Regions from separate parts of the Gossypium hirsutum genome. Here region 2 is linked to region 1. The links are chromatin contacts, called in public Hi-C maps. All regions are on one chromosome and are shown on one strand. The core of a region is the stretch at or near the end of the contact, and the rest is flanking DNA. Distances in the headings are between cores, read along the strand shown. Region 1 has its middle 9.2 kb from the start of LOC121217618. Region 2 has its middle 3.6 kb from the start of LOC107951650.

Evidence for each region. Hi-C and Micro-C count contacts between places; a contact is called where the count stands out from the background.
Region 2: a Hi-C map of leaf shows a contact between it and region 1, with 2.4 times the contacts expected there. The contact joins two enhancer-like sites. A contact is called at or near these places in 2 of 34 Hi-C or Micro-C datasets (leaf and seedling).

Annotation. Positions count from the first base shown.
Region 1 is chrA02:99,784,169-99,790,202 of Gossypium_hirsutum_v2.1, reverse strand. No RefSeq gene overlaps it. Among protein-coding and RNA genes, the nearest start is that of LOC121217618, 9.2 kb to the right of the region's middle. Within about 2 kb of position 3,577, at least 1 of the 9 cell types and tissues checked has an H3K27ac peak or open chromatin away from gene starts, as enhancers often do. A contact at or near this core is called in leaf, where this site is marked.
Region 2 is chrA02:99,946,060-99,952,093 of Gossypium_hirsutum_v2.1, reverse strand. No RefSeq gene overlaps it. Among protein-coding and RNA genes, the nearest start is that of LOC107951650, 3.6 kb to the right of the region's middle. Within about 2 kb of position 3,118, at least 9 of the 9 cell types and tissues checked have an H3K27ac peak or open chromatin away from gene starts, as enhancers often do. A contact at or near this core is called in leaf, where this site is marked.

The sequences.
Region 1 (6,034 bases), core at 2,328-4,827:
TCAAGGCGCCACAAGGGATAAGACAATTCATGTGGCTATGCATGCATGGTAAAGTGCTAGCCAATAAAGAAAAATGCAAAAAAGGGATTAACGGATGATGCGTCGTGCTACATGACCATATGTTGGAAAGTATTGATCATGTTCTAAGAGCATGCTCATCAGCGCATGTTATTTGGAAAAAGGTTAGTTCGTGATTTTTTTTAATGATTTCTTTACACTCGATTTTGAGAATTGGTTGATGTTTAATATTAAGAATGCGGCAAACCTGCTGGTTAAGAGGATAAGATGGGAAATTATGTTTATGAATGTTGTATGGAGATTGTTGAAAGGCAGAAACTTGACTATTTTTACTGATCAACATCTAATTATGGATGATGTAGTTATGGCCAGTTGGTATTGGACTTAGGTGTCAATGAATTTGGTAACTAACGCACAACGACATGATTCTAAGTGTTGGGAAAGTCCTTAAAATGGATAGTTTAAACTAAATACTTATGTTAGAGTTGATGTTAATTCTGGGAATGCAACAGCAGAGGGATTTAGTGAGAGGATCAGAAGGAGAGTGGGTAGTTGTTTATGGGCGAAATATAGGTGTGAGTTCAGTCTTAGATGTTGAGCTTCAAGCGATTGCTGATGGTCTAAAAACAGTTGGGAATAAAAGGGTGCGGTTGTTGCTGATTGAGTGTGATTGCAAAATAAAAACGGTTGTTGCTGATTTAAAACTTGGGCTGTAGAGGTGGGGTTATCGAAATTGAGCTTGGAAATTCGAAATTGAAAGGTAGAAATAAGACAAGTTCCAAGAATGAGGAATATGGTTGCTGATTCGATGATTAAATGGGTTCGATGTTGCGCGATTTAATTCATGTTTTTGATAACCCGCCCCAAGTGGTTCTAGTTGGTTTGGCGCAAGATAAAGGGTAAAGAAGCTGAAGTCGACGATCTGGTTAAGCATTGAGTTTCAACTTCCTATATTGTAAATATATATATATACAAAATTTGTATAGAAATTGGGTAAAAAGACTACAAAACTTTTTTAAAGTCATTGATTAGTTGTAGGTTTTGGAAAAATATGTTTATTTCTTACCTATTCTTGATCATATTCGCGTGATTAAAAAGAAAAATCACAGAATTTGACTTTTCTATTTGGTATTAGGGTTTAGGATTAACCTGATATAGTGACGGAATTTACTTTATGACTCATTTGTTTTTTTTTGGTTTGTTTAAGCATGAAAATGATGTAAACCCCTCAAATGGAAAAATGAAGATCAAAAATAAAAATAATTGATAAAAGAAAATAACTACACTCATATTTAATTTTTATTTAAATCAAAATATTTAACAATCAATATAGTCAATCTAATCTAATCTTAAACTGAGAAGAGAAACAACCATCATTAATTTTGAGCATAATCAATCATTTATTACTAGACTTTAATTTAGATTTAAAATGTATCGAAGAATCATCGGATGAAATGATAGTAATTTTTTTTGGATGCAATCATTGTAGTAATTCAACTTGTCCTCTAACCGCATTACTAATTTTAGGTAAAGCCCCAACTTCGCATATATATATATATGGTACTCTACATGTCCCAACAATATGGTCGGCCTCCATTGTACTTTACAGATTGGAAGATTTTATTGAAAAAAATAGTGCAAATGGTGTGAGAAAATATAAAAAATATATAGACGACCCCAGTTTTAACCTCTAGAATCGTGTTCTTTGTTTCTATTTATTTTATGCAAAAATCCAATACGCCCCACGTTTTCCTTTATTTTTTCAGGCAATTATGCTGTGGGCAAAAACGTCGGTGGACGACAGCCATAGACCAATTAAAAGCATACGTGCATCCATGAACGCATTTGACTCTAATTTGTTTGACGACCGACTGTCCATAAGTCCACTTCTAGTTATCAAATATTTGTGTTAATGCAAGTTAAATTACAACTTACGTAATTATTAAAAGAATAAAAAACAGAAATTTGTAGTTTTAAATCTTTTGATAATCTTAGAGAATAATTTACAGTTAATTAATTGTATAAGTCGTTATTTAAATTCAAATTAAGTTGTAATTTCACTTTTATACTAAGATCATTCTTTCGCTAATACAACTCCACTTTCATATATTCACATAAGATTACTCTTTTCATTAAAATTTAAGGAAAGACTTTTTCCATCAAAAGCTTAGCCAATACTCTTCAAGTAGTATATACACAAGTAATTTGCACTAATAAAAGCTCCCTACACAAATTGGAATGTACTCTCTTAATCTCTTATCAAAGTTGAAATACTAATATTTAAATAGGCATTGTAGTCATTCGTAAATGAACTAGTACAAACATAAATAATCTTTGAAGTTTCTTCCCAATTAAAACTCTTTAATATGGTATGTGATAAAAAGAGACCTTCATCAATTAAATTTCTTCTAATCTTAAATATGTATAAACAAAGTAAATGAATCATACTAGAACTCTTCAAAATATCATTGCTTGACCAAATATATTTACCAATTTAATACCACAAAAATTGCCAATTCCTTAAAAAGATGCACAAAAATAGTTAAAGCAATCTAATTATTAAAACATGCCGATAGGCAAGTTGCATTGCATCTAGTTGCGAAGAGAGTTGCAATATATATAATGAATTGTCAATGCATGAGTTTTATGCACCATCAATGAACCATAATTTATCACATTATTAATGAATAAAATAAAAAAATATCGCAAGACAAATAAATATATTAAATTCATTTAAACATAATTAAAAATATAAATTTTCATAATTAATTAAATTACGGATTATAATTCATTAATGATATATGAGATTCATGCACTTATAGTAAAATAAAATTTGATATTGGAGGGCGAAAATAAAATTTTAAGAATTTGATATTGAATAAAATTGTTATTATTCCACTTAACCAATAAAGCTAAAACTCCCTAACTGTGCCCTACGTGCACTAGGAGGACATCAAATCTATAGTATTATAATATAAAAATTGCAGGGATACAGGAAATATATGCAAAGTGAGGAGATCCACTCCATTCCTAAATTAAGAGATTAAATCTAATAGGTTGTAGGTTCAATGTAAGGTTGGATAAACAGACATAAGATTTTCGATCCATTTTGTCGAGTACAATACATGCATTTACTCTGTGTTTATATTGAGATGTGTGCTCGCATTGTTTGTGAACTTTTATTTAATTATTTGCAAGTATATTATTTATGTTATTATATAGAGAGATATTAACAAGTACATTGCACCATGGAACCGGACTATAATTCTTTTTCTCTCTTTTTTTTTTAAATAATGCAACCTAAAACAGTTCAATGTTACGTGGGATTAGATCTAGGCATCTAATAATAGGATAATGGGTTCTACTCAAAATGAGATATTTTTCATGAATACATTTAACCTAGAAAAAACAAAAAGCTCATTATATTTTAGAGGATCAAAAAAATTTTGGGACAAATGTAGGGCTCAAGAATTAAAATTTGGACTAAGCTTAAACAGAAGTTGAAAGAGTCTGGGCTAAGGCCCCCATATAGATCCATCTCTGATGGACCTAAGCTAAAATGTAGAAAAGGTTAAAGCCATGGGCAAAAAGGGAAAATGTTAAACCCAAACCAATGCAAACCATGTAATTTATTAGTTCAAATTTTATTATTAGTCCTTGTACTATATGCAAGTTGTGGATTCACTTCATGTACTATAATTTAGTCAATTTTAATCTCTATATTTTTCGAATTTTAAAATTTCATCCTTGATACAAACAATAACAATTAAATATGTTTGGTTAAATTCTATTAGTCATGTACTATGCGTAAAGTTGTATAGATTTAGTCCATGTTCTTCAATTTTAGCATTCTTAGTCTCTATCCTTTTCAAAATTTGAAATTTTAGTCTTGATGTAAATGATAGCCATTAAGTCTATTTTTAATTTTTTTTTGTAAGTAATATGTGGAAATTGAAAGCTAAAATTTAATGAATTTAAAAGCTACCATTTGATCAAGGCTTAAATTGTAAAATTTGAAAAGTAAAAAAAATTAACGTTGACCAAATTAAAGTACATGGACTAAGTCTGTAACTTACGCATAGTATAAAGACAAAGGCTCCTTTTGGATGGGCGGTGCGATTAGCTTGGTGAGATTAAAAATACCTAAGGCAATGAGATTGAGTACTATAGAGATGAGATTAAATCATCAATGAATAAGTGTTTGGATTCAAATGCAGTTGCAGAAGTGAGGTGAAAATTGAAAATGACAATTAAGGAAATTAGGCTAAAAATTATATATAATAAAAAATTGTACCAAAAAAATTTAGTCTTTGAGAAAGGATAAATATTTTAAAGGTGAATTAAGTATTTGGAGAGAAAGTATGAATGATGAAATTTAGTAAGAATTAAATTGCAAAATTTTGAAAATTGAAGGACTAAAAGTGCAAATTTACCATTTTTGAAAAGGGGAGAAGTTTGAAGAAATATTTTTTATGAATGTGATATGGAGATGTATTGAAACGAGGAGTTAAAAAATCAAAAGAATGGCTAAATTAAATAAAGTGGAAAGTGTAGGGTGTAACACCCCCTAACCTTTATCCGTTGTCAGAATAGGTTTACGGAGCATTACTAGACATTTCAGACCAAATACGAACATAAAAAAATTTCAAATAATACACCTTATAAATTAATCATGTTGTCCCTTATTTGGGTCCTCAATGCCCTAAATATGTATTAGAAACAAATCGAGACTTATTCGGGTTCTCTAAAATTTTTTCGTAAAACCTCAAAATTTTTCCTAGGTGCAAGGCTCACACGCCCGTGTGACCCTATGACATGCCCATATTTCAGGCTGTGTCCTACCCCGTGTAACTCTCTAACCTACATTACATGGCTAACCTACACGTCCGTGTGCTAGGCCGTGTGGTCAATTTATTTTTCAAAAATTAGGTGTAAATTTCACACGGCTGGAGCACATGCCCATGTGCTAGCCGTGTGTCTGACCATGTGGACTCAAAATGAACCTTAAACATCAAGTATACCAACCCTGCAACTTAAACAACAAGTAACTCAAAAACCAATCATTCAATCACTTTAAAACACGATCAAACATCTTTAAAACATGTCAAAAACATTAACCTAATGACCTATCCAATTTATACTCATAGGTACTTCATATATATTGTCCAAACAAACCATTAAAACATAATTCAAGCTAACTCAAATTTTCATACCATTTCAACCCTAATTGTTTTTGCCTATTTCATAGCCATTTAGGTATCAACTTAAATATACCACATATTTAACTCAACATAACATATAAATTTGTATATAACCAACCAATAACATCTTATAATATCATTTACAAACATTTTTCAAAATAACCAACATAAAACATCCTAGGTACATGCCATTATCGGTGTGGATGCTAATTCGATGAGCAACTTTAAATACCTAACATGTGCACGAAAAACACACCGTACGCCGAGTATAAACTCAGTGGTATTTCTATAATTTGAATACTTTTTAAGCAAGAATTTATAATATTTATATATCTAATCACACATAACAAAGATCATTCAAACAAATAATCAATTTCATAAACACATCATTCATAACAATTTCAATTTTCATCTATTACTATTTCAATCTCATAATTACTATTCAAATAACTTTTCTCAATAGGATACAGAATTCATTTTCAATATCAATATCCATTCCATATCCCATTCTAATTTCATATTCAAAATCATTCATATTGCCAATTCATTTATTTACCCCTATTAACACTACTCGGACTCGGATGGATACACAGATACAACCAAAATACATAAGTTTGGCACACAGTGCCTCATCGGATAATTCGAATTTCGTCCAGCCTTTACGCACCGGATTTTGGGGGAGAACAGGAGGGTTGGCCAAGTTAAAAATTTTGAATTTATTGCTAAGGATCTACGCTTTTTCCCACACAACCATAGCCGTATCAGCCTTACCCTGAAAGACTATCTTGTTCCTATCATTCCAGCAGTTCCAGAGG
Region 2 (6,034 bases), core at 1,869-4,368, 160 kb before region 1:
GTATTCATATTTCATTTCCCTATACATCACATAACATTCTTTGTACATATAAACTTACCTTTCATTTTCAAATATTGTATATATTTCAACGTACCTGAATCGGAATGTCTTTCACTTAATCATTTGTTTCTCGGAATGCCCATTGAACTGTTCGGAATCAATAAGGATACTTGGATAACTCATAAGCTCATACAATGCCAACGTCCCAGACGTGGTCTTACATGTAAACAAGTATCGATGCCACTGTCCCAGATAGGGTCTTACACGAAACCAATATGATGCCAATGTCCCAGATATGGTCTTACACGTAAATAACAAATTGATGTCAACGTCCCAGACGTAGTCTTACACGATAACACATATTGGAATCCTATGTCATGACATTTGTATCCTAACTATTCCTATGGTTTGTACGGGGTTTTTTCGGACATCGTCACATTATCGTAACTTTCTCGTATTCATATATTCTACTTCTCGAACAATTTAATATCATAATAACATATATATTACTTATTCAAAATACATATATTTGTATTACCATTAGGCATTAAATTCAATCATACAAATATTATGCATTTATAATATGATTTCGTTACGTTTATTAAAATACGAACTTACCTCGTTCGCAGTAACGACAAATTAAGTCGACTAATCTGATATTTTGATTTTCCCTCGATCTAAATTCGAATTTCGCTTTTGCCAATCTAATTAATATCAAAATTAACTTACTTATTCAACATTTCATTAAATTTTATCCAAGAACACATAATTTGGGAATTTTTCATTTTAGCCCCTAACGTTTTATATTTTTACAATTTAGTCCCTATTTCAAAATAACACAAAATACACAAAATATTATCAAACCCATATTAGGCCGAATTTACCTTAGGTCTCTAGCAACCCATTTCTTTCATTTATTTCAAATTTTGACCCCTCAATTTACAAATTTCTCAATTTAGTCCTTAATACACATTTTTATCAAAAATCACTTAATTAAACATGAAAATCTATTAACGTACACATTTATTTTTCATCATCAAACACAAAAATCGTCAAGCTTTCAACAATGGGAAAACATAAAATCATCATCAAATTCAAAAATTCAAGCATGGGTTTACTAGTACTCAAAACAATGATCTCAAAAATGTAAAAACTATCAAAAACCAAGCAAAAACGAACCTTGAATCAAGTTTGGACCACGGCTGAATGTTTGAAAGTTTTAAACTTTTTTTTTCTTTCTCAAGTTTCGGTCAAAATATAAGCATTTGCATGTGTTTTATTTTCCTTTTATGTTATGATTTATTATAATAACATTTTTAACTAATTACAAAACTAACCTTAATGATTTTAATGATAAAACTTATAATATAAGACCATTACCGTCCATGCATATTTTCAATGGTCAAATTACAACATAAGGCCCCACATAATAAAAGCCATAGCAATATAGCACTTTAACAAGTAGAAGGCCACTTTTACATTTTATGCGATTAAGCCATTTTTCACAAATCGACACTCAAACGATAAAATTTTCATACGAAAATTTCACAAATATCAATTCACTACTTTAAGCACAGAAAATAATATTAAAATATTTTTCTAACTCGAATTTGTGGTCCCGAAACCACTGTTCTAACTAGGGTCTAAACCGAGTTGTTACATTGTCCATCCTGTGAGAAACCGAAAAGGTCTCCCTTTCGAAATACTAAATTCAGTATTAGTTTTCAGAAGGATGGACCTATGATCTGATTAAATGCGCGGAAGATGATAAACGAGACTATGCGGAAAGGATGAAATCCAAGTATCATTAGCTAATGCTTGATCTATCCGCTCGTGCGTATTACCTCTTTGCCAGGTAAAGGAGGGTCCTGAATCCAAGATCCTGCAAATTACAAGAGTCAACAAAATTTCCAAATAAATTACATCTCCTACCAGTTGAGCGATCATTTTTTTTTATCTTTAGGTGAGAGGATAGCATTAAAGTCACCCATTATCAATCAAGGTAAAGGATCGTGAGGTAAAACATTTATTAAATCAATCCAAAGAGACTTCCTCTTAACTTTGTCAAGACTACCATACACAAAAAAGATTAAAAAAAAGGAATTAGTGTGAGTTCTACCATGAACACGAAGAAGCCTGGGGATGATTATGAATAATGCTAATGTAAATATTATCCTTCCAACCAACCTAGATGCGACCTAAAAAACCAATAGACTTAATGCGGTGAGAAAAGTCAAAACCCAATTTATCAATAATAGAATTAGCCTTTTTACCACTAACTCTCGGTTCCAGCAGACATACTATATCCGATATATGCTCAAAATTATACTCACGAAAAACTCAGAGAAATTTACTACTCGCACAGCCTTGACAATTCCAAGAAAAAATTGATAAATTTAAATCCATGATAAAAAATAAACAAGAATAGAATAAAAAAAAAACCCCAAGAAACCTTACTGTCTAGAGCTTTAATAATCATTCTTGAGTTCTTTTACCAGTACCTAGGTCAATTGAACCCGAATCAGCACTTCGTAAAGTGGAAACAATCTGAGGCAACCTAGACATAGAATCACTCAAAGGAATTTTAGAAGAATTTTTAATTTTAAAATTATTCCCTTTCCCATGCATAATTTTGTTTATTTTCCTTGTAGCCCGAAAGCCCCCATCTTTACTCCCTAACATTTTCCCCGAATTTTGAATTTTATTAACACCTAAAGCTGAAACAGTGACCCCCCTCAATTGAACACCATCAATTGAATCTATCTTTTTGAACGAAACAACAATATGTCTATTGGGGTTTAAATCACCAGGGGAATCAACTACTTGAACTTTAATCGGCTTTTACAACGAAGAAACTGGCTTAGTTGATAGAGCTGGGCCACCATTTTCACTCACCTCCTGACCTACAAAAATCGGATTAAAGCAAGAAACAGTCACTGGTGTTGATTTGGAATGGTTAGTGGAAGATTTAAAAATCTCAGCACCGGTCAAAACTTTAAAAGCAGAATCATTCAAAAAATGAAAAGAACTCCTTGGTTTGTTATTTTGAAGAGCAGACTCTATGTAATGAGGGTCCGACACGTCGTTGGGCTGATTCATTGAGCTACTCAATGGGTCCATAACAGCCTTGAGAGTTGTTGATCTAACTGCTCCAATATCAAAAGTAGGCTCAACAGGTGTCCGGCCTACTAAAGTTTTCACTTCTAGATTTCTCCTTTGTGGGTTTAAGAGCCCATCCCCTTGATCACTTATTCTATCTCCCCCTGTTTGCTCAAGCCTCATTGACTTAGGGTTACCTCGTGTCTTAAACCCCTGTTGTGCAACATTTTCTCCAACCTTTAATTTATTCTTAAAAACAACCAACTTTCTAGTATCTTCCTTATTTAACTCATCTTCTAGATCAACCAAAACCTCTATATTAGTCAGAGCATCAAATCAGAAACTCGTTTTTCCTTTCTCTATAAAATCCCATTTTTTTAATATTATTATTCATAAAATTACGCCTTACTTTCCTTTCGACCACCATCCATGGCCCGTAAACAGCGCCTTCTCCTCCGCTTACAGCGACTTCTGTCAGAGTAGTACCCTTTCTGATCCTTCACCGTTACTGAATATGGTTGTGAAGCACACAGCTTCTTGGTATATTTGTACTTCCCGTAAGTAAAGCAAATCGTAGGCAGCGCTTCATACTCAACTTTCTAATGTAAACCATTCACAAGAACTTGAGCGATCAGAGGCTTGTCTAAGTTGACATAAACGGCTATCCTGGCGAAGTGACCTGTAATTCTACTGTCGGTATTGAAATCTAACCGAACAACCTTTCCAATGGTCCCTCCTATTTCTTCAAGAATTTTCCTTTTGTATAAAAACCTTGGGAGGCCTAGTAACTGTATCCAAGCCATCACCATGCTTGGGTATGGTTGTAAGGGTTGAATTCTTTGGTCCAAGGTTGAACAGTCAGATACTGACCATAAATCAGCCAAGGACCCTGCGACAGAACTTTTGCATAGTTATCAGTGGATTGAAATTTAGCCAGAAAGTATTCATTCTCTATGTCCATGATATGGGAAGGCTTAGAGGGATTCCATAAACTACTGATTCGATTGTTTAAAGCCCCATACCCAATATTCCTACCAAGTAATTTCAATACAACCGTGTGTTCCATTTCTTTGAACAAGATTTGTTGAATCCTCTCTGAGAAATCAATAGCAGGTATTCCATTAATAATGGATATGTGAATATCTCCTTCCAAAAATTCTAGATCTTCATCAACACCAGCACCAGAATTATCCAACCCCAACTTATCAGACGCTCTAGATTTATTCCCCATAAGTTTATCCTTCCAAGATAAAATTGGACTCGGACCAGATTCAACCATCATATCAGTGATTTCCTTGCCATTGCCCTATTTGAAACGGGCTTTCTTTGTATTACGATCTGCACCTGTCCGAGAACCATCACCATCCTCGATTTCTAGATAAGAAATGTTATCACTAGAGTTCAGAGAGATTTCCATTTAAGATTAATTGTTCAATTGTTTAAAAATAGAGGTTAAAAGGATTAAAAAAAAGTGACAACCATTAAAGATCAAATTTATAATTTAATGATCCTTTATTGAAATATGAGAAGCAAGCTTTTATGTACAGAGAATACGAGTGTGATATTAATTCACCATAATTTAGTGCAAAAATCAGAGAAAAGTCAACAAGTGATCAAACAAGAAAAGGGATTAAAAAATGTTGTCAGTTTACAGCTAGAATTAGAATTTTGTCATAAAAAAACAAGGTCAAGAAAGTCAATAATGGAAGTTCTGTTTAAGAAGAAAATATCCAATAAATTATAGCCATATAATTTTCATCCAACTTATAATCTAATACAAAATTTTTATTGGGAAAAATATAGTGGAACATAATTTTTATAAAGTAATTATATATCAATATAGTTCAGTATATTACGAGATACAAAATTTTAATTTGATACAATCGTCTAAATTATTTTACATAAACAAATATTAATTTTTTATTATAAATAAAATTATAAAATTTATTAATTTCATAATATATTTAAATTATTTTATTAATAATATTAATTTTGACTTAACATATTTTATATTAATTTATTTGTTCTTCTACGTACTTATTTTCCGTCCTTTTGTTGAAAATTCTGTGTTGGTTGATGAATTAATTTTTTAATCCATTACCAAATTTTCTTCTACTAAGAATTATTTTAAAGATAATTTAATATAGCCGCCCAACAAAGTTATTTAACGAAATCCAACTAGACCCACCGAAAGAAACAATGCTACCTAGGGATTTATCCAATAATTAATATTCTTTAACATTTATTATTTATTTTTTTGTCAAATTTTGTTATTAGTCTTTACGTTATGCATAAATTATGAATTTAATTCTTATACTCTAATATGATTATATTTTTCGAAATTTTAAAATTTTAATTTTGAGCAAACAATAATTGTTAAATATGTTAAGTTAAATTTTATTGTCAAAATTTTATGCCATAAATATATATTATTTCTACATAATATTGACATCAAAACTATATTATTTTACTTTTTCTTATAGAAAAGTAAATCAAGAATTAAGTTTGTGAATTTGATTTGTTCTAGTTTCTTTCAACCCACTTTCCTTCCAATGCAATTTATCTTAAAATTTAGTATGTTGGAAATTACAAAATGAAAAATATTCACCCTTAAATATACCATAGCACATTATTTTATAACTTCTTTAATAACAAAGTTGTGCTATCTCTTTCAATACAAGTAAGCTCCCTTTTCAATATCAACCCTACTCTAAAATTTTAAATAAACTTAACCAACCTTTTTCTTTTTTTTTTTATGAAAAAAATACAACCAATTAAACTAAAACAAAAGAATTATTTGTAAATAATTGTAACCTTTTCTCCTTATTAAAAGCTATTTTAATCATTTGATCTACTTGTACGTTTTCTTCTGTAAGTATGTATTCAAGTATCCAATTTTCAATTTTCTTCAAGAGGTGGTGAATGTGCCTCATTA